Linked DNA regions of Capra hircus: region 1 is linked to region 2. The links are chromatin contacts, called in public Hi-C maps. All regions are on one chromosome and are shown on one strand. The core of a region is the stretch at or near the end of the contact, and the rest is flanking DNA. Distances in the headings are between cores, read along the strand shown. Region 1 holds the start of LOC102184324 (DNA dC->dU-editing enzyme APOBEC-3C). Region 2 has its middle 33 kb from the start of CBX6.

The links. Hi-C and Micro-C count contacts between places; a contact is called where the count stands out from the background.
Region 1: a contact with region 2 is called in a Hi-C map of blood, with 2.3 times the contacts expected there. The contact joins the promoter of LOC102184324 here to the enhancer-like site in region 2. A contact is called at or near these places in 3 of 5 Hi-C or Micro-C datasets (all in blood).

What each region holds. Positions count from the first base shown.
Region 1 is chr5:109,481,198-109,486,381 of ARS1.2, forward strand. It overlaps LOC102184324 (DNA dC->dU-editing enzyme APOBEC-3C), which reads left to right and starts at 2,085. Exons shown (of 8, transcript XM_013964351.2): 1 at 2,085-2,371; 2 at 3,858-4,014. The coding sequence starts at 2,358.
Region 2 is chr5:109,426,975-109,432,820 of ARS1.2, forward strand. No RefSeq gene overlaps it. Among named protein-coding and RNA genes, the nearest start is that of CBX6, 33 kb to the left of the region's middle. Within about 2 kb of position 3,122, at least 1 of the 5 cell types and tissues checked has an H3K27ac peak or open chromatin away from gene starts, as enhancers often do.

The sequences.
Region 1 (5,184 bases), core at 835-3,334, 53 kb after region 2:
CATTGTCCAGGCGGCAACCAAAGCAATCTTGTGGGTTACAGGCTGGTCTGGGCTAAAAGTCTGTGTCACTTGTGCACAGTGAACATTTGTGTGCAAATTTGTATGTTGAAGCCCTGTTTTTGAGTCCAAACTCATACTGCTCTCCACGGTATATGCTGATAAATTGAGAGAAGAGGTGTCGGGGCAAGGAATAGTGACTGTATTAGGAAAGCCTGCAGACCAAGAGCACGGTGGACTAGTGTCCCAAAGAACCACCTTATCCGAGTTAGAATTCAGGCTTCTTTAATCCTAAAAGGGGGAGGGGGGATGTCGCTGGTTGTTGTGAGAATCCTTTGTTCTTGCAGCTGTCCAGGTAAATCTGGTCCCCATGTTCCTGTAACCCTCCAACAAGATAGCTGTTACTTTCTGTTCTGCAACTTTTAATCTCTATGCGAATGGGAAAGGGCCTTTAAAGGTCAGAGGCTGGCTGGAGACTGGTCTGTCACATATAGTCCTGGCTCTAGGCAGCATTCTTATATCCGTGTGTGTCTGTGTTTAATCTTTATTGATTGATTTTCCCTTTTTTTCGTTTTGGCTGTGCTGCAAGGCATGTGAAGATCTTAGATTCCCGATCACGGATTGAACCCTACCGTGGTGGTGAAAGCGCCAAATCCCAGCCACTAGACCACCAGGGAACTCCTTGACTTCCCCCTTTTCAAAAGTGCCAACAAAGTGATATTTACAAAAAATCGTGTGGTTAGTCTGGGGCCAGCATCCACCACTCCTGCTTTAGAGTGGGACCCAGAACCTGAATCCATGGGAAATTCCAAGCAACATTGGTTTAAAAGGCTGCAGAGCCAGCGTGACTGAGTGCAGGCTGCAGAGGTCAAGGGTTCGAGCTAAAGGAACAGATTCAACCTGGAGTCAGGTTTGTTCTTCTCTGTATAGCCCGAACACCAAGCAGGCTGGAACTTGGAGGTGGGAATGATTTCGGATGCGGTCAGGAGCAAACGGCAGCACCCGGCAACTGGAAGCAAGATCTTCATTTTCCAGACCAGGAGTCCTAACCCCTGGACCACAGGAGTCAGCAGGTAAGACTAAGGTTCCTAGTCTTGCCTGCCTAATCAAGAATGAATTCAGGCAAGGAGGCAGAAGGTAAAGAGTAAAGTAAAAAGGTTATTGAAAAGAAGAAGTACATTCAGAAAGGCATGGGGGTGAGCTCAGAGAGAGAGAAATTAGCAACTTTGGGAAGTTTAAATCCTTTATAATAAATCCTTCATAAAAGGGCAGTTTTCCAGGTCTATGTCTTCCCTCAAGCCAATCGCCTTACTTTGTCCTCCCTGGTTAATTTGTCTCAGGACCCTCCCCTGGGGTGCACACGCCCACCCTAGCCAAGTTGGATCTTGAAGTGAAGGCTTCTGGGAGGAGCAAGACTCATCATGGCTTGGAATTATCCTCTGACTTTTGATTCCAAGGCTTCCCTGGTGGCCCTGGGTCGGGAAGATCTCCTGGCAAAGGAAATGACAACCCCCTCCAGTATTCTTGCCTGGAGAATTCCAAGGACCGAGGCGCCTGGCGGGCTACAGTTCATGGGGTCGCTAAGAGTCAGGCAACTAAATACTTTTCTACTTTCTTTCTTGACTCCAAGGAGAGTTTCTGTGTTTGTAGGGTCTCCTCTGTCAGACAGGGTTTTTTTCCTTTCATTGTCCTTGTCGTGATTATCCCCTTGAGGGACGAGTCAAAGATTGGCTATTGACCCTGTAAATTCCTTAACTGGAACCCACCTATCTCTTATCTCAGGAAATGCAACCAGAAGGGTGGCTTATTGTAAATTTCCAACCTGGAGCCCACCAGTCTCCTTCCTCATAAGGGCCACACTCCCTCATGGCGTCCATTAATTCAACAGGCAGGTGTAGAGCGAGGCGCAGATTTGGGCTGGGTGAGGGCGTAGGGTGGAGAGGGATCCAGCCTGCCCTCCCCCGGTGGGAGCGGGGCCGCGGTCTGCTCTCTTCAGCCAGGGTCTGGCCCATCCCCCTCTTGGGCATCTTTACTTTCTCTTTCCCTTTGCAGTAACGTCAGGTCCTACCCCATGGAGGGGCCTGGCCCCATCAGAGGCTGAGCTCAGCCAAGAGGGAGGGCCCAGGGGAAGGTGGATCTGAGCCTGAGGAAGCAAAGCACCCCGGGGGCCCTCCCACCCGGGGCCCTCCTCCCACCCCCGGTGCCAAAGCAGGAAGGAGGGCGGGCTTCCGCAGAGCCGGCCTGGGAGGTCACTCACAGATAAGGGGTTTTTCTATCCGAGAGTCCTGAGAGAGGAAGTGGAGCCCCCGCACTCAAGACAAAGGCCAGGGCTGCAACCAGCCTGCGGAGGCTACAGCCAGATGCCCTGGATCAGGTACTGCTGCCCGCCCGCTCTGTCTACTGGGCCCCCTCTCCCGAGGTCTCTAGGGCTGTGTCTTGTCCCTCAGCCTCCTTCTCCCTGAAGTCTCTGCAGCTCCAGCCCCGTTCTTTTTTCCCCCTCTGGCACCTTTTCTGAAAGGACCCTCTCCCACTTGGAGTCTGCCCTGTTCCGGGGATGGGGCGCCCACTCTTGCTTCGAACTGGCCCCTCCCACACCTCCACGCCTCTCTGAGGGTCCTCTGGCCCAGCTCCCAGTCTGAAATGCTGTCGGGCGAGTTCTCTTGGCCAAAGGATGGCTGAAGCAGCTGGTGGATTGTGTTTACAGCACTCCGATCCATTTTCTCTACTGTTTAGACCACTGTAAGCACAGTGTGAGAATACTTTTCTGAGGCAAGTAGAGACATCCCTTCTTCCAAGGATACCTCAGCTCTGAGCAGAAAAATAAATGGTTTTATTTACAACCATTGGTTTAAATAAATCCATTAAATGGTTTACAACCTGGCCACACCTTAGGTGACCACGCTTCACGTTTATACCTGTACCACGAGCCTAGAATCGAGGAAAGATCAGAGGAAGTGCTCCTGTTTTAAAAGTGAGAAAGAAAGAAAGCCACATCCAAGACTTCACATAGCTGCAAGGTCACAGATGGCACAGCAGGAAATGGCCTGGTCTGGCCCAGCTCCATCACTTATTGCTGTGTGACTTGGGCGGGCTACTTGCCCCCTCTGTATCCCTGCTTCCTCCTCTATAAAATGGGCTTGGCTCCCGTGGATTTTGGGGGAGGAGTCGATGAGTTCAGATACAGGGAGCAGTTGAAACAGTAGCCTGAGCTGGTGAGTTTAGGTGTTAACCTCACATTAAAAAACTGAAACAACTATTGATACCATGTATAAAATAGATAACTAAGGAGAACCTACTCTACAGCTCAGGGAACTCCACTGGGTGCTCTGTGACAACTTAAATGGGAAGGAAATCCAAAAGAGCTCGGATGCATGCTTGTGTATGGCTGATTCACTCTGCCGGACCATAGAAACTAACACAATGTTACAAAATAACTTTACTCCAACAAAAATTTACACAAGCAAACAAATGCACAAGTGAAAAGTCAGGGGTGAATGGAACTGAAATGTCAAAGGCTATTATTTTGTAGTGCAGAGGTTTTTATTACTTTTTTAATGTTTTACTAATGGTAGGCAGGAAAACTGGAGTGGGGATTAGGGTGCTATAGGAAAGAGCAGAGCCTGGGCCCCAGGGGGAGGCGTCACCCACCCTGCTGACCCAGCATCGTCTCCTCTTCCCCAGTCTTCCTTCCTGCCTGCAAAGGCAGCAGGAAATTCCCAAGGCCCAGGAGGGTTGCTGGGAAGCTGAGCACCAAGAGTGGCCAGGGTGTTGCACTCAGGAGACACCAGCTGGGAGGAATGCCCAGGTAGAGGTGGAAGGGGGCGCTTTCTGCATTTTCTCTTTTCTCTTTTTATCTCCAGCGACCACGTGGCGAGGTTAGATCCTGAAACCTTCTACTTCCAGTTTCACAACCTACTCTATGCCTATGGGCGGAACTGCTCCTACATCTGCTACCGGGTGAAAAGATGGAAACACCGCTCACCTGTCTCCTTCGACTGGGGGGTCTTTCATAACCAGGTACGGGCCCCAGGAAACTCATCGCATTTATTTGGTGCCTTAGAATTGCAGATTCAAGTGCCGCTGGCATTGTGTCCCGCCAAGGGAGGAAAAGCCCGGGAGCAGGGAGTGGATGGGCAAACTGTCGAAGTTTCAGGATCCTTGCACAAGTCGTTTTCCCAAAGTTGTGACCGGGGGATATAATCACAACTGCCATTCATTCGTTCTCAGACTGTGTCATGTCAGATACTAGGAAAATTCCTTTCGCAGTGTGTCCAGTTTTTATCAAAAATGCAGTTATAGGGACATCCCTGGCGGGCCAGTGGTTAAGACTCAGTGCTCCCAGGGCAGGGGGCATGGAAAACTAACATCCTGCAAGCAGTTTGGTGGGGCCTAGATAAATAAAAGAATGCAGATATAGCAGTGATGGGGCTTCCTGGATGGTTCAAGCCCTAAAGAATCTGCCTGCAGCGCAGAAGATGCGGGACACACGGGTTCTTTTCCGGGTTTGGGAAGATCACCTGGAGAAGGAAATGGCAGCCCACTCCAGTATTCTTGCCTGGAAAATTCCATGGACAGAGGAGCCTGGTGGGCTACAGTCCTTGGGATGGCAAAGAGTTGGACAAGCAGAGGCACACCGCAGTGATAGTGTCCGATGTCTTTGCCCAGGGTAATAGTTCCAATCTAGTTCCTGTTTTGGTGTCCCTCTGTCACAGGTAATATAAAGGTTCATAAGCCAGTTGATAATGTGGAGAAAATTGTAATCAGTCCTATGCCATTTGGAGGCTCTCAGGGAATTCTGTGTCTTTCCATACATTTTCCTAAGTCCTTGGCCTGTGAAGTCTCTACTTGACGCTCCTGAAACCTCATACTGGATGGCAGTTGACATCCCACCAGGCTTTGTTTAGAGTCTGCTGGTGGTGGGTCTCTGAGTTGTCATCGAGCTTGGCCTTTAGCTTTGGAGGAAAGCATGTGGGCCTCCCTGGTGGCTTGGTGGTAAAGAATCCGCCTGCCAGTGGAAGAGATGCAAGAGACATGGGTTCCATCCCCGGGTCGGGAAGGTCCCCTGGAGAAGGGAATGGCAGCCCACTCCAGTATTCTTGCCTGGGAAATCCCATGGACAGAGGAGCCTGGCGGGCTACAGTCCATGGGGTCACAAAAGAGTTGGACACGACTTAGCGACTTAACAAC
Region 2 (5,846 bases), core at 1,872-4,371:
CCTAAAGAGGGCAGCAGCTTAAAACGATGCCTAGAGTGATGCTTTGGTCTCCTTTGCACTCTTGGTAACAAGGATATTAATTATGTTTAGAAAGTATTATTTCATGCTTGTTCCGGGAAAACTGGATTGGTTACTTTTTTGAAAGACAATGGAACCTTTTTTTTTTTTTTTTTTTTAAATAGCTTCAGACTACTGTTTATCAAAGTTTTAATTTTAACGGTAACATGTTGAGGACTAGGGGCAATGGATTGCTAGCCCAATAAATAAAATTTTCAAATATTTTTCACTGAACTTATATTCAGAATTTTCATTTATGGCTACATGTGTAAAAATCATTACCCAAGAATTTATCTATGTTAGAATATGCAGTTTCGCATTTCATAGATACACTGGAGAACTATTTATTCATTATGCCTACTGTGTTCTTCTGATGATTCATGATACCATTTTCATCATTCCTTTACATTTTGAAGAACCTCTTTTGAGCCACTGATTCATTTTTGTGAACTGGGGGGGGGAAATGCAACATAACAGTAGCCACAGTGATTCAAAAATAGCAAACATAAACAGCAACTTGCAAGCGAAAAGCCCTCTGCCAGGGCTGTCTGATTCTTACTCCTTTCTAGGCAGTGTATCTCTTCTAACTGGCAGCTTTGAAGACTTTATTCCTGATGTTCTGAAGCTTCATAGTGGCATTTTTTGGTGTGTGTGTGAGAGAGAGCGCGACAGAAATGGAGTTGGGGGTGGAAGGAGATGGGTGAAAGCGGGCAAGTCTTTGAACAAATATATCAAAATTGTGAGACCGTTAGTACTTTGTCTTTAGTCTCTTTCCCGCTGTTCTGACCTTTCTACAGAAGCTTTTTGTTTTTTCAGTGGCCCGGAGATGGTTGGTGCTAAGTGTGTAGGGAACACACCAGGCAGGTGCATTCTCTGTACCTAAGCCAACTCATACTTGTGCTGAGCTGGGGCAGTGATGCCAACTTCTGCCAGGCTGTGGCCTCTGTCCTTTTAAGGGGAGCTACAATATAAAAACAGTGACAAATGTGACCTCTTTCCAATTATCTTCCCTCTTTCCCTTTCTCAGGCTTGTTTATTCCCTCAGACCTTCCCAGAGAAGTTAGATAAACTACTGTGTGTATGTGTTCTCCGTCACTCAGTCGTGTCCAGCTCTTTGAGACCCCATGGGACTGTAGGCTGCCAGCTCTTCTGTTCATGGAATTTTCCGGGCAAGAATACTGAAGTGGGTTGCCATTTCCTACTCCGGGGGATTTCTTCCTGACCCAGGGATCAAACCAGTGTCTCTTGCATCCTCTGCATTGGCAGGCAGGATCCCTGGGAAGCCCCAGATAAACTGTTAGAGAAATGCAAATCGAAACTACAGTGAGGTGCCACCTCCCACGGGTCAGAGTGGCCACCATCAGAAAGTCTGCAAGTAATAAATGCTGGAGGGGGGTGTGGAGAAAAGGGAGCCCTCCTACACTGTTGGTGGGAGTATAAATGGGTGCAGCCACTATGGGAAATGGTGTGAAGGTTCCTTAAAAACACTAGAAATAGAGTTGCCATACGATCCAGCAATCCCACTCCAGGGCATATATCCAGACAAAACTATAATTCAAAAAGACACATGCACCCCTCTGTTCATAGCAGCACTAATTACAACAGTCAAGACATGGAAATAGCCTAAATGTCCATCGACAGATGAACATTTGCAGCAACATGGATGGACCTAGAGATTATTCTACTAAGTGAAGTAAGAAAGAGAAAGACAAATACCATATGATATCAATTATATGTGGAATCTAAAATATGATGCAAATGAACTTATCTTTGGAACTGAAACAGACTTACAGAGAGAACAGACTTGTGGTTGCCAAGGGGGCAGGGAGACGAGGGAGGCATGGACTGCGAGTTTGGGATTAGTAGATACAAACTATTAAATATAGAATGGATAAAGAACAACCCGCTGTATATATAGAGCACGGGGAACTATATTCAATATTCTGTGATAAACCATAATGGAAACGAATATGAAAAAGGATGCATATATACATGAATAACGGAATCACTTTGCTGTACCGCAAAAATGAACACATAGTAAATCATGAAGTACTGAAATACTTCAATAAAATAAATTGGAAAAAAAAAAAGAAGTTGGCTCAGCACAGTAATTGGAGGATGTGATGGCCATCAGGACTACATTAGAGCTCTCCCATTATCCTTGTTCCTGCCCCTGCTGAAGTTTTATTTTCCCACACCTTTGGGGTTAGGTGTGAGCATGGGATTTGCTTTGGCCAATGAGAATGGGAGCAAAAGTGACACACCACTTTCTGGCAATAGTTTTAAGAGCTGGAGAGTGATGTACAGTGTCCCTGCCAGGTTGCTGAGTGATCAGGTGGAGCCTCGGTGGCTTCAGCCTGCATCCAGGAGGCTGGCGAGCACTACCGGATAAAAGGGTCCCCTAGACCCCAAGAAAAAGATTCCACTGATTTAAGCCATTGAGATTTCAAGGACTGATTGTTCCTGCGGCATAACTAGCCTTCTTCTGACCCAGAGGGGTGGGGGCACGTAAAAATGAAGAACACGGATCCCTTTGCCAGATTCGCTTTCTGAGAGCTTAACCTTATCTGCGACCCGAAGAATCTCATGAGCGGGCCTGCCCTCCACCCCCGCCTCCCGACTCCCCAAGGTTTTCTTTTTTTTTTTTTTTCAGAGAAGTACATTCGAATATTCTCAACCTCTTATTATTCTATTCTTTCATTTTCTGTTTGCCAATCACACATCCAAAATCAGGGCTACTCTCAGTACATCATTTTATCGGTATGGATTTTCAACAAGCAAAAATAATCCCCAAAGCCTTTTTTTTTTTTAAATTTTCTTTTTTAAACAAAACCAAAGCTTGATGTTGAGTCAATCGTCTCGCGTACCAAGGAAGGATCTATGCAATATTCAGAGATTTCCGGTGCGCGGCGCTGCTGCGCAATAGGCCGAGTCCCTGGTATCGCCGCCCCTGACGCCGAGCCTTGTTCTACCCTGGCACGGATGTCGCTGGGCATGGGGAGGGCAGGGTGCGGGACCGGCTGCGACCCTGGCTAGCTGGATGGCAACGGGCGCCCAGCCCGGCCCCAGCACACCCCAGAGACGCGCCTGGCCGCCCTACGCGCGCGCCACCTGCGCCCCCGACTCGCTGTCGCCCCCCGTCGGGCTGCGGCCGGAACAGCAGCGAGCGGCGGACCTGCCCCCGCAGCCACGCCGGAGACCTAGCGGCTGGGAGGGAGGGATCGGGCCGCTGCAAGAACCTGGCCATGCGGTCAGAAGGCAGGTTTACGAAGAGGTTGGCGTCAAAGGAAAATGAGGGAGACGCCTAGGCAGAGGAGATCTGCACCAAGACGCCAAGTTGTTAACCTTTTTGAAGAATACGATGGCCGCTACAATTCGAGTGCTGTTACTACAGGGGACATCGGGGCCACGGTTTTGAACACGAGATCTTGTGCCATAAATGCGGCGCAGGACACGTGTTTATGTCCCGACTGTCACTGAAATAGTAGACGATTGGAGAAATTCTGTGAATATGGCGAGGAGAATGATTCCACGTGGAAGAGGCAATCACGGTTCTCGAAAATCTGCCAAGCGAGAGCCGAGCTGTTTTCCAGCGATGGAGATGCCACGCCCCTTTCCTGCAGACCACTTGCTTGTGACTCTGCACGGTCCTGGGGTTCCAGCGAGCGTCAGGGAGGAAGAAGGACCGGACACCGCCAACAGTCGGCTTTATTATCCTTGGCAAACATCTGAAGGACACTTGCAAACTGAATTTGCCACGCAGGGTTTTTGAAACAATTTGCCTGTTTCCCACATGCTTGAAATCCTCTTTTAAAAAATTGTGTAAAATATTGTAAAAGGCCAAAGTCACTTGGATTAAAAAAAAAATTTAGGTGCCTTAACTCTGCCCCCGCCCCCTTGTGTTTTTGGGGGAGGCCATTGGACACCAGTCTGTGGTTTGTTTTCTCGTGGTGGCTTCTCCAAGTCAGAGCCACTTCCTGTGGGTATATTTTCCCATTTTCTTTCTCACAGCAGTTACATTTTCAGCCACTCCTTTGAGGGGAGGGGAGACTGGTGAAAATGCTCCTCTGGCACCTCGAGAAATTTTCCATCCATTCCAAAACTCGCTTGGTAGGATCACCATCTTAATTTACAGATTTCAGGTTTGGACTGGTGTTGTATTGTCCAGCATTTATTCTGACAAATGATGTCACTTGGCTTTTCTCAGGAATTTGTCAACTCATTTGCTTCAGTTTTCACAACGAGTGTTTTGCCACTGGTTACCTCCTACGAGTATTTCCTCTAATAACTTAAGGGTTAATTACTTATGTTAATGATTTTATTTATTTACTCTAATTTTATTTTTGGTTGTGCTGAGTCTTCCTTGCTGAGCATGGGCTTCTCTTTGCAGTGGCTTCTCTTGAAGCTCAGGCTTCAGTCGTTATGGCACACAGCATAGTTGCCCCATGGCACGTGGAATTGTCCCAGGATTGAACCCGTGTCCCTTGTATTGGTAGGTGGATTCTTAACCACTGGACCATCAGGAAAGTCCTGAAGAGTGACTTAATGCAAAGCGTAACTCTGTAGAGCTGGGGACTTCTCGGAAGGTATTAACAAAGGTTCATCAGTTTCTACTTGCTGTCAGCGCTGTTTGCATGACTAATTGACTAAGGTGACTTTCTTGCTAATCTACTGTTGCAGACGTATCAGACTGCACACAGAGGGACCTTTGATGGCCCGATCTTCTCGGGATTCTTGACAGATAACTATTTCTCATAGCTAATTTTGGGGACACTGTAAAACTAAGGGTTTTTTGTCTTCTTTCTACCTTTGGGGCTTCCCTGGTGGCTCAGATGGTAAGGAATCCGCCTGCGATGCAGGAGACCTGGGTTCAGTCCCTGGGTCAGGAAGATCCCCTGGAGAAGGGAATGGCTACTCACTCTATCCAAAATACACAGGTATTTTGTGTATTATCTGAAGTTCCTGCACTTGCACCAACCAAGTTAGAAATGAGGAAGGAGGAAGGAAAATCCTTTGAACGAGATGTGGGATGGGAGCATAAGAAAGACCATCTTGTAGGTAGATTACTCTTTTTGCAAATAGTTTAAGTGATAAATAGTGACTAAAACGGTAGAAAATAAACATGGCTAGAATATTTTTGTCCTACAAGTTGTTAACCTTTTAAAAATATAATTGCTACTAAAAATTGAGTGCTGTTACACTTAAGGAAAATTAGTGTCACTGATGTGGAAAGGAGGTCTTGTGCCATAAATGTAGCTGAACTAAAGATGAACTTTAGCTCACAAATTGATGCTATTTAAGGAATGAGTACAGCAGAAAATAGCTTTTAACCATAGACATGGTTTCATTCTAAATCATTGGTTCCCAGCCTCTTTTTGGCACCAGGGACTGGTTCTGTGGAAGACAGTTTTTCCACGGACCAGGGTGGGGTGGGGTGGGGTGGGGTGGGGTGGTGGTTTCCGAATGATTCAAGTGTGTTACATTTTTTTCCTGCACTGATCTGATAGGAGACAGAGCTCAGGTGATAATGTGAGTAATGGGAGTGGCTGTAAATATGCAGATGAAACCACTCGTTTGCCCAGCTGCTCACCTCCAGCTAGCTGTACTGCCCAGTTCCTAAAAGACCATGTACCGGAGCCAGTCTGTGACCCCGGTTGGGGATCCCTGAGTGTGATCAGATATGGTCATCCAGAAGTCTGCTATTTTTCTTTGTATGGAAAGTGATGTGTTCTGAATTTTTTTTCTTAAGCAAGCATTTAAAACCCCGCAAACTGACTTCTATTCATCTT